Regions from separate parts of the Gossypium hirsutum genome. Here region 2 is linked to region 1. A link is a contact called in public Hi-C data. All regions are on one chromosome and are shown on one strand. Each heading gives the region's core, a stretch centred on a gene start, on an enhancer-like site or on the middle of the called end of the contact. The rest is flanking DNA. Distances are from core to core; before and after follow the strand shown. Region 1 holds the start of LOC107913868 (UDP-glycosyltransferase 92A1). Region 2 holds the start of LOC107913893 (G-type lectin S-receptor-like serine/threonine-protein kinase RLK1).

What was found. A called contact is a pair of places that touch in the nucleus more often than the background predicts.
Region 2: a Hi-C map of leaf shows a contact between it and region 1, with 2.8 times the contacts expected there. The contact joins the promoter of LOC107913893 here to the promoter of LOC107913868 in region 1. A contact is called at or near these places in 2 of 34 Hi-C or Micro-C datasets (both in leaf).

Annotation. Positions count from the first base shown.
Region 1 is chrD08:13,430,291-13,436,314 of Gossypium_hirsutum_v2.1, reverse strand. LOC107913868 (UDP-glycosyltransferase 92A1) reads right to left here and starts at 3,070. Exons shown (of 1, transcript XM_016842534.2): 1 at 1,191-3,070. The coding sequence starts at 2,939. The coding sequence ends at 1,410.
Region 2 is chrD08:13,619,798-13,625,821 of Gossypium_hirsutum_v2.1, reverse strand. LOC107913893 (G-type lectin S-receptor-like serine/threonine-protein kinase RLK1) reads right to left here and starts at 2,606. Exons shown (of 1, transcript XM_016842563.2): 1 at 1-2,606. The coding sequence starts at 2,335. LOC107907863 reads left to right here and starts at 5,584. Exons shown (of 1, transcript XM_016835178.1): 1 at 5,584-6,024. The coding sequence starts at 5,584.

The DNA.
Region 1 (6,024 bases), core at 1,821-4,320:
TCCTTTTTATTTAATATATTGACAATATCGCAAAACTTTATTTGATTTAAAATACTGAAAAAAAATATTGAGTTAACCGAATCGAGTTATTCGAATTATTCAAGTCAACTCGAATAACTCGATTCGAGTTGAATTTCACAATTCGAATAATTCAAATAATAGAGAGGTGTAAATATTTCTTTTGGTTCTTGTCAACTTTGAAAATAAGTAAATTAACTTTTCTCAACAAAAATTACAAAAAAAAAATTCAAAATAATTTTCAAAAATACAAAATTATTTTTAAAATTCAAATTTATATATATTTAAAAAATAAAATAAAATCTAAAAACTATATAAAAAAGTTAGAATTTTAAAAATTTTCTAAAATAATAATTTTGGACCTAATTAATGATTTAAATTTATTATATTCAAGTATCTTTTTTTGTTAAATTTTTTTTCATATATGGTTTCAAATTATGTGCTCTAACATGAAATTAATTATACTATAACAATATTTTTATTTGACATGTTTAATTTTTTTAATTTAACGCGAATAATTTCACTCAATTTGATTCGACTTGACTCGATTCGAAAAAAATTAAAATTGAGTTAAAGATGATAAAATAGGACTCGTAAATTCAAAATTTTTTCACTCGATTCGATAGAACACTCCCCTATCTATTATATATCAAATTTGTGTTTGATAAATAAATTTTAAAACTATAAAAGAATAAAACATGTCATTACCAATAAATTTGGTTGGTGAATAAAGGTCAACATATCAAAGTTAATAAAAGAGTTTTGACTACCCTCAATGTTTCAAGCTTGGATTTTGATATTATTGGTGTCTATAATTTTCATATATTTGGTTGGATTTCATTGGCTCCAAATCTAGCTTAAACACATTATGTTTCAAGAAAAAAAGTGACGGGTATCATTTTTAAAAATAATTTTAATACAATTCTCAAAATTCTCATTTGGTTACAAATTTCATTGACTTGTCGTTCAAAAATATTATTTTAGCAACAAAAAATTATATATTTTTTTAATAAATAATTATTTTGATCACAAATTAAATTTAGATTTATATTATATATTTTCAATTTATCCTATGGTGGTACCTTGTAGGTTTGTATTGGAAAAGTCTATATCCACCATGCCATAAATTGAAAATGCACCATACAAACCTACAAGGAACTCTACAAGGTCTGTATTGGAAATTCGTTTTAACGAAGTACTTTTGATGGCAAACTGCACAAATTTCCATGTGGGTCCGAAATGGAACAAAATAATTTGGAGTAAAAGTACTTTTGTGACGAACAGAAAGTAAGATTAAATCGTTCATAGGACGTAACCTAATACTATGGGCCCATCCATATTTAATTTTTCAGCCGACAAATACCTAAAAGTCATCTAAAAACTAAAAGATCCTACTTTTTTACTCGTTGAACTCTAGGTTGACTCGTACCATTTAGTTGGTTTGGGGTATGGGTCTGAAACCTCATCGTCCCGGCTGCGTGGAAGAACTCATCCATGGCTTTCACAGAAGAGCCCTTGAAACCTCCCTCATCATCATCTTTCTTGGCACTCTCGATCATCTCCCTCACTTCACAAGCTTTCCTTCTCATCTCCTTTCCTTTCTCGCTATCGCTCATCAACAACTTAATCTTGGCTGCCACTTCTTCATGCTTTACTTCACAGGTTTTCCCTCTCGCCACTTCCACGCAAACCCCAACTTGTTCCACCAGCAATTTCACATTGAAAAACTGCTCCGCAGCCATTGCCCACCCAAGTAATGGTACACCATGACTCAGAGATTCAAGCACCGAATTCCATCCACAGTGGCTTAAAAAAACAGAGGTAGATTTATGGGATAATATCTCTTGCTGGGGTGCCCATTTATTCACTAGCAACCCTTTTTCCGACTCTCTCATTCTCTCTTCAAACCCTTCAGGCAACCATTCATTGGCTTTGAATTCTGAGTTTATGTCGAAGCCTATGGGTGGCCTCACAACCCAAATAAAATGCCTCCCACTTAACTCCAAAGCTTTGGCTAACTCCATCATCTGTGATGGAGAGATAGTGTTCATTGATCCGAAAGAAACAAATAAAACTGAATTTTCAGGCTTTGAGTCTAACCATGCTTTGCAATACTCAGGTGTAGCTCCTCCTATGGATGCACGTATTCTGTTTTCGCTTGACAACAGTATTGGCCCGACTGCCCAGACTGGCTTTCTTAGCTTTCGCTTAAAGTACACCAATCCAATATCATCAAACTCCTCCACTGTGTTGAACAAAACCCCACCAGATTTAGTCCATTCCGGTAAATATTTATGATGGAAAATCGACCAAGAATCCCTCCCATCTGCCACTGACATAGTTAAAGGCAACTGGGTCAACTCTATTTTTGAAGCTTCTTGGAAATCTGGCAACAAAAAATGATCACCACCATCCTTCTTTACTTGCTTATGAGGAAGATTAAGCCAAATGGAGTAATAGCAAGCCAAACCGAACCCACCAGCCCCACTAAACACTGCATGAAACACCCCAAGCTCCTCAGCAACCCCCGCCATCCATCCAAAAAAGATGTCCCCGATTATACAAAGTGGGCGTTGACCATCTTCTTGTCGTATGATATCTTCAACAAGCTGTTTAAAAACAGGCCTCAGAGAAGCTGAAGCTTCGAGAAGCTGAACAACAAGGTGGTAAGGAACAACATCACAGTTCTCAGTGTTGGGAGGGAGACCATGGTCGGAGCTATTGAAAGGGATTTCAAGGAGTTGAACACAAGAGTCGGAAGGCAGGGATGATCTTAGTTTCTTGATGTTAAGAGGGGTATTTACAAAGGTTATTTTATAGTTCCTAGTTTTTTCAATAAGAAGAGCTAAAGCCAAGAAAGGGATGATATGGCCTTGCGCCATGAAAGGGAACATCACCACATTTTCCCTCTTTTCAGCCATTTTTGTTTGTGTTGGTGGAGAGTTTCTTTTCTGATCTTTTAAATTTTTGAGGATGCCAAAGAAGTTTAAATATCTTAAGAGTAGGACGCAAAAACATATTCTTTTAGCCTTAGTGCTTAATTATTTTATTATTTACTTTAATCTGCGTTTGGTAAAGTCGATGATTTCTTTTTTTCTTTTCAAAAAATACGTCGACGCTTTCGTGAAGGAAACAGGGCAGCAGAAGAATCTTGATAGAAGCATCCAAAATCCAACAAATTATTAAACTTGAGATCCCTATTCAAGAACTAAGGAAAATTACAATAAATTCATTTTTTTATTCATCTACTTGAAATAAAGAAAAAAAAATACATTTATATTTAATTGATACTAAATAATTAAACAAATTAAAAACATATAATTATTAAATTTGTGTTCATTATAAATATTAAATTTATTATTAAGGCTAATTTTTTTGAAAGATTTTCCCAGAGAACAAAATATGAAAGGTTTTATTTATTTTTTGATTATTTGATATTTTTCTCCCTTAACTTTTCTAGGTTGTGGTTTAATTGCATATTTGATTTTTAATTATAATTTTAAAATTAGAAAATGAATTGAATTATTTTTAATATCAAAAATAAATTTTAATGAGAATTTGAGTTTGAGTTAACATTTCTCTCGCATGAAAGATCTCCAACACAAGAATTAATATTAAATGCAAAAACTTTAAAATAATAATAAGAGGATAAAAACAATCTCATCCATGTTAAAGTCCATATTGGATAACTGGGGATCTTTTAATTTTGAAATAATTAGCAAAATAAAGAAAATAATTCTTTATGTTGATAGCTATGCATGGGAATATTCTATTTTTTCCACCATTGTCTGCAACTTTGTGGTGAATGAATAACATTAGTGGCCCCAAAATTTAAACTAACATTTGGTCAATCTGATTTTTGTGGATGAGATTGTTGGGTTTTGAGAGAGAAATAAGAGCAGGAAGAAAAAAATTTCCTAAAAAAAATGGGAAATAGAATAAATACAAATATAAAAATATTTATTTTATTTTGTGCCACATATTAATATATTATTGGGCTCAGATTTTATTTTATCCATCAACTTTAAACTTAAATGTATAATGGAATAAAACCTTAGGTACTTTAAATGGAAATTTTGCATATTTTGGATACCTATCTTTTATATAAAAGTCTTAAAAGAATGAGTGATACCTTAATTCAAAGGGCCAATAATTAATTTTATCAGTTGAAATATCATCTTTAATATTTAAAAAAAGTAACAATAATTTTAAAAATATTTAAAAAAAACTTAAAAACAAATAAAAATTTTAAAAATTTTTTGAAATTTAAAAAAATACATCACCTACTTCTTCCTCTTACTGTCGCAACCAAGCTAACACCCATCCTTCATCGACCATAAACTTGACGCGATTGGCCCTCATTTTTGTAAAATGGTGGTCGTTGCAAAAGGAGTAGTGATGTGAACGCTAGAAGAGGGAAAGCAATCACTCGGAAGGGTGCCTCACCCAAACTGACTAGCACCTATACCAAATGATTTCAACCCTTTCCAATTAAAGCTTCCATTGTTGTGTTGCGGAGCCATGTTGAAACATTTTCAATATATATATAGTGTTTCAGTAGTTGCAAATGAAAAGTTATAAGTAACTAAAAGTTATGTCATTTAGTTATTAACAACTAGTCATAATTAATCAAGTAGATAATTATGTTTATTGCTAAAGATATGACTATCCATTTGGGTAGTTATGTCCCTACGAAGAGACATGAAACCTCCTATAAATAGGAGTGAAGTTTCATTTTCATGATAACAAAAAAAAACATAGAAAAAAAGTCTTTATGATCTCCCACCATCTTTTATATCCCTAGATTGTTTGATAAAGAATTACTACAGAAATTCTTTATAGAAATTGATATCCTTGCTATGCTCTGCTCAGTACTCAGTGGACTGTTTCTGTTAGTGCAAAACGTAGACAGTTATTGGGCTTCATTGTATCCTCAAGGTTTATTTGCCAGTAACTCTTTTGTAGACCATAATATAGGTGGGGGCAAATAGAACCTTAAAGAAAGTGGCCTTAAAACATTCATTAATTTCTTATAAGTTTATTTTTATCCCCACATACCAACAATTTTAAGGTTCTATTCTCGTAATTTATGAGAAATTAAAGAAGGCTTGTCTGTTCACCACGCTTTAACATGCCACTATAAGCATGGTACTATGAGGATGGATATCAACAAATGTGGTTGCATCAAGGCCTGAGATCTTGTCATATTTTGATTTAAAAGAAATCTTTATCACAAGAAAATTTCATTTTATGCATGATTTTTTTAGATGCATGATTTTGATTGGTATAAAATTATATAATATATTATATATCATGCAAGAAAGAAAGAAAAAAGATGGAACGAAAATGTACAGATGGAATGAAAATGCAAGTTTGGGAAATGGTCTATTAATGGATCAAAAAGTTACCTTCTTTTTGAATGGTGATGGCATTTTTCAAAAATTAGTTGAACATGATTCTATTCTACAGAAGCATTATAACTATTCGGGTGAGCCTTCCCAAATCGAAATGCTATGTCACTAGGTCCAACGAATACTTTTAAAATTTGGATGAATGATTTCTTGAAACCAAAAAGTGCAACTTAAAAAGTGATATCTTTTTAAAGAATTACCTAGGTACCTATCAATGCTTTATAAATAGAAAATAAGTTAGGAGAATTGAAATATAACTCATTCCATCTAATTTGTGAGTGAAACTCTTATTTTTTCTTTTTCTTGATATAAATTTAACTTGAGATATGAAATTATTTGTATAGCGCCTCAATTTTATTAAATTTTAATTGTTAAATTATGTCAAATAATTTTATTTGTTTCGGTGGTTAAGTGCCTTAGATGTCTACTTTAGGTCTTGAGTTTGATTTCCTTGTTTTTGGAATTTTTCCCATTAATTTTGAATTATGCCAGACTTGAGTCGTAGGGTTTATCTTTTAATTTCGTGGGTTTGTTGACAAGAATAAGCCTGGTGGTTCAGTGGTAAGGCTTTAACTTACCTAGGGGTCTCGAGTTT
Region 2 (6,024 bases), core at 1,357-3,856, 190 kb before region 1:
TCATGGTGGGTCTGAGAGAGATGTCTTCTTGAATGCACCAAAGAGCCACCATTACAAACCTCTCCAGCTTCATCTTGTCACTTAAGGCCTCTGCATCAGTGTCGACAAGGGCATCGACAGCGCCTTCCAAAAAGCTGTCCCAAGCCCAATCTGTCAAAATTGCTCTCTCTACTTCACCAACATCCATCGCTACATTTCTTCTACAACAAATGATTTCTAGCAGCAAGACACCAAAGCTATACACATCAACCTTCACACTTACGGGCACGGTCTTGAACCATTCAGGTGCTACATACCCTTTTGTGCCCCTAATATTAGTATTAGTAAAGGATTGATCGGTGCCTAAAAGCTTTGACAGCCCAAAGTCAGAGATCCGAGCTTCATAGTAATCATCAAGAAGTATGTTTTGAGGCTTTATATCACAATGGATTATTTGGGGGCTACACTCCTCGTGCAAGTAATACAGTCCTCTAGCAATTCCCACAGCAATTTGTGTCCTTTGGTTCCAGCTTGGTTTTATATCCCCAAAGAGAAAGCTTGCTAGGGTCCCATTGCTTAAGTACTCGTATACCAGCATTCGATGTTGACTCTCATCACAATATCCCAGCAACTTGACAAGATTCCTATGGTGTGTTTGAGCAATCACACTCACTTCAGTTCTGAATTCCTTGTCTGTGTCTTGAACTACCCTGTCTAACTTCTTAACTGCAACTTTAGTCTGATATTGAGAATCTGCGTCTATTACCCCTTTATAAACGATGCCGAATGATCCCCTTCCCAGCTCCTCCTTGAATCCATTTGTAGCTTCTTCCATCTCCTCATAATTAAAATACCTTAAGCTGCTTTGTATGATAGTTTTGTTTCTCTGATTTCTTGAAATCTTTTTTTGGTACAAGAAAAATGATCCCATACATAATATCCCAACAAGTAGGAAGTTGACAAACACAGAGCTACCTAAGAGCACTGAAATCAGAATTATCAGCGAATTCTGGTTCCCCTTTTTGTCTGGCATCGTCGGAGGGGTTTTATGGGCAATTTCATCTTTTGTTACTTTGAGAAAGGAGATGGAAGTCACTTGCGTATCCTGTCTCCCATATGGAAGTGGCAGTGACTTCTTCCAACAGCCATTCTCATTGTACACAGCCACAATACACAGACAATCCTGCAAACAGTAAGCTTTACAGTCATTTACACTGCAAGGATTAATCCGCTCATAATCGGAAGTCGGCCAATCTGTATTTTGCAGTTCCACTAATTTGTATAAATCTTGTGAGGAATTTTGTGCATCTGCTTCACAACCCTGCATGAAATCTGCTTGGCAGTTGCCGTACTCTTCATTTGCATCGGATAAAGAATAACCTGGTGGGCATTTACATTCTGGCCTTTTGTCGGGTTTAAGTGTGCAGATACTATTGAAGCCACAAGTTCCACTACCCAATTCCGCAAAATTAGTTGTGCAAATATTATCTGGAATGGTCTTAACCACACTCCAGTTTCGACTGCTGCCCGTGGAGTTCTTGGGATAACTAGACAGGGTCAAAACGCCATCAAAATTTAGAGTCGCTCTGTAATAGTAATCTGCAGAAGGAGCTTCATCTCCTAAGCTAAGTGAATGTGTCTGATTGTTTCCTCTCAGTACGTAAAAGGATCCATCTTGATCAAGCCTCACTTGAAAACCAGAATTGGATGAATTTTGTTGATCATAAGTGCCGCTAATGTAGTATGCAACGTAAGCAAAGTTGGACTCCAAATTTATGGAATTGAGCACAGCATTTCCATCTGGAAGTAAACGAAACTGGAATCTACCCTTTGAGAAGTTGTTCTCTTTATGCCGAGACGAAAGCAAACCACCCCTGTCGATTACCTGAGTGGGTAACAGTGTATTAGTAGGGTTGTTGAAGCTCTCCCACAGTGATTCAGAATCACTATAAACTACAAAATTGCCTGTATCATTCATTGTAGCAAACGCAACTTCACCGGTGGCAAAATCAGATCTCCATATCAGTAGACCCTTAGGATCGGTGAGAACTAGTCCTCGATCAGCAGTTAACTCCACCTTGGATCTTCTCGGAGCAGGTTTATCTCCATTTGCATACCAAACAATGGTACGGTTTGGTATTTTATAATACCATATAGCAAGTAGGAATTGATCTTTATTTTCAAGTTGGTGAAATCCCAAGGCGAAATGATTGGAAGGAGAAAGCCATGGGTTTGCATCATCAGTCGCTTCGATGAAGGTGCTAGGGCGGATGTCACTAGCACTACTTTGAGCAGCAACAAGAGGTAGGAGCAGCAATATGTAAGCGGAAAAAAAGGGATGAAAAACTGAAGCCATTGATTAACTTGTAATGAAACAGAGGATTGAGCCGCTCTAGGAAGGAACTCCGATCTGATATTGAAAGATATTCACTCATATAATCTATTCAAGTTCGAGCTTTGGAAAGAAGTGATAAGTTTTTAAAAGATATTCACTCATATAGTCTCTAATTGTACCATAAAAAAAGTGTTGAGCTTGTATGACAGAAGCAGTCAAGCTTGGAAAAGTTTATAACTACTAATTCTCCGTGTTGAATCATTCAACCCTTGAAATTTCTTTCTAGCATCTAAGAACGTATGAGAAAACCAATCAAGATGTTGGTCAAAAATCAATTTACAAAAGCCTACTATTTTCCATCATTGTCATTCAACATTAACTTTTCCCTCATAATACGGCAGAGCTTAGGCCAATAGCTGGAAACCCTTTCACCTTCATGACGTAGCAGATGTTTGAAACTGTGGCGACCAAGATGTAGCTTATTTCCAAAAAAAAAAAAAAAACGCGTTGACATGTACTTTGGAGATGTTTAAAAAAAAAAAATGTGCTTCAAGGAATATTCACTCTCTATTTCTAACTTTTTTTTTCTTAATTTAGTACTTAAAATATAAAATTATTTTATTTTTAGTCTATTTTGTAACCTTCAATAAGTAAGTTTGACTTATGAAAAAATACTATGTGTCATTTTTTAGTCAATAAAAAAAATGTCATGTCACATACAATTAAGTTTATTTAAAATAAAAATATTAAATTTAATTTAAAAATATAAAATTATAATACTAAATATTTAAATATAAAAAAAACTTTTGGCTTTGAATAACCATTGATCGGCATCGGTCGGCTATGTAGCGCTATCAGCACATGTCACGTGTCTTTTTTGTTTAATATTATATATTATATTGATTAAAAATGTAAAAAAATCATTTTTGAGCTTTTTAAAAACTTTATATATATTATATATGATTTTTACATATTTAATCACTATAATATATAATATTTAAAAATTAAAGGCAGGGACACGTGGCGTGTTCTAGTAGCCCCATGTGGTCGATCATCGGTCAATCAATGCCAGTCAATGGTTGGTCAACGTTGATCAATGGTTGGTCAACGTTGATCAACGGTTGATTAAAGTGAAAAACATTTTGTTAATATTTATATTTTATTTTTTATTTTTTAATTTAAATTTAAAAAAACTACAACAAATAGCATATTACATGTCAATGACGACGGTAACATCGATGCATCCGCCACCGATGTATCCATCACCTCCGACAATTCCACCATATTATTTGCAACCGATATATGCGGCATCATACATATACACCGATAATTTCGCAAACACCCCCAGCATCATTGTTTTACCAAGGTAGCTCATCTTTGCAACCATCTGTTCATACAACGGATGACATACAATGGCAACCAAGGATGACACCCCACTCAACCACGGAGGAAGGAGATGAAGATAAACATGACGGTCAAGGTGAAGATGAAGACGAAGAAAATAAGGAGCCAAAATCCCAACTTGTACGAAGAAGAAATCCGAGTTCAACTAATTCATGTACAACTAATGCATTAATATCATGAGCATAATATCAACTAATGCATGCAAAGGTAAATCAAACAAAAAAATGTACTAGCAAAAATATCAGGAGCATAAACATCCTCTCTGGCAAATTTAAATCAATGATACATTACTATCAGAGACTATTGTGGCATATACTTCCATACTTGATATTAATCTTAGTTTAGTCCTAGAACCGACCAAACTCAATATCTGAAACTACTAAATGTAACATCCCACTCCAAACCCGATCATCAAGTTTGAGATATGAGACACCACGTTCCAATTTTGAAGCTACTACACTTTTATTTCAAAATTAAATAAGACAATTTATACAAGATAGTTGAAATTAAATACTTCTAAAGAAATCATTATTCAATTCTAAGTCATAAGTAGGCTTACGAAAGCTCTCTTGATACCCCAACAACAATTGAGCAACTAAAATGTGAAAACTATTAAGACAGAAGGGTGTTGTCGCGACATTGTAGGCAGTAACTTTATGTCATGACTTTAAAAAGGTTGATTGACAACCATGAAGGTAATAATTCAATTTCGTGACTTCAATAAGGGAAACATTGTAACATCGATAATTGTGGGGTTTAGTGTCATGACTACAGCGAAAGCAAGTTGTGACACTAAAGGTAGTGGGCTGATGGTCACGACTTCAAATAGGGGTGTTGTTGCAACTGTGTGGATAGAGGCTTAATTTCACGATACTGAAGGGAGAATGTCGTGACTCTTAGGACATATCTATTGAACTGCTTTATTTGATATATTATTTTGATATAACAAATAAAAATATCTTTAAATTAAAAAAATAACTTTAATGTTCATTGAATCATGCATTAAATGCTATTGGTATCGATACTCGTACAAAAAGTATCGATACTTTTTGTTGCAGGTGAATTTAATGATCTTGTATTTTTCATCCCAATGACTTTATTTATTTTTCAACAACTATAACGGTTGGAAATGAATTAGAGGGTATAAATACCAGGTTCTAAAGGTCCCACAACAACTAAAACGAATACTCAAGCTTAAAGATCAATCAAAACAACCAATGTGCCATATATTTCCATACTTTTCTTTAATACACTTGTAAGCTTTATTTTCATTCATTTTCTCAAGTGTTTTTCATTGTAATTGAGCTTAATTTTGCAAACACTCAAATCTTGTAAGGATTGTTTCTTTGTTTGCTACTTTGCATCTCTGTAAGAAGGTTAGTATATTAAGATTTGAATAGAAATCTTAAGGGAGTTGTAAGGTTAAATATTATCCTCAAAGGTTGATCAAATTAGTGAATTTTGGAAAATCCTTAGTTGTGCAAAGCTAAGGCAGTGGAGTAGGCAATTGGAGCTGAACCACTCTAAATTCTTGTGTTCACTTTTCTATCTTTTCTCTTTAGCTTTCACAATTTTTTTAAAAAAAGCCAATTCACTCCATTTTTGGAAATTTCGGTTTGATCATTTGAGCTAACAATTGGTATTAGAGTTAGCCTCTAAAAGACAATCTAACAACCAAGAGAAGATCCTCGAGAACTTTCGACAATTCAAACCACACAAGATGACGTTTACTTCCGACTCCATCTTTCTTAGTGAGTCTCAATCCATTTCTAAACCTCTCTACTTCATTAGTGTTAATTATTCCTATTGAAAGACTAGGATGATGTTGTTCATACAAGCCAATGATTTTCATATGGGACATCATCATGGATGGTCCATCCATACCACTCAAGCAACAAGGAGAGATCTTAGTTCCTAAAAGCAAGAAGAAATGGAATGAAGAAGATAGGAGAAGCATACAACTTAATGCCAAAGCTATGCATACTTTCTTTTGTGCCCTTGGTCTGAATGAGTATAGTAGAGTATCTTTATGTTCTAATGCTAAGGAAATTTGGGACAAATTGGAGGTCACTCATGAAGGTACAATCCAAGTCAAGAAATCAAAGGTGGGAATTCTTACGCTCAATTATGAGATGTTCAAGAAGAAGCTCAAGAAAGGCATCAAAACTATGTTTTTTAGATTCACTATCATCATCAATGAGCTCAAATCCTATGGGAATACCTATCCCGACGAAGAAATAGTGTGGAAAATGCTTAGAAGCTTATCGATGTCTTGGGAATCCAAAGTTTCAGCCAGAAATGAAGCA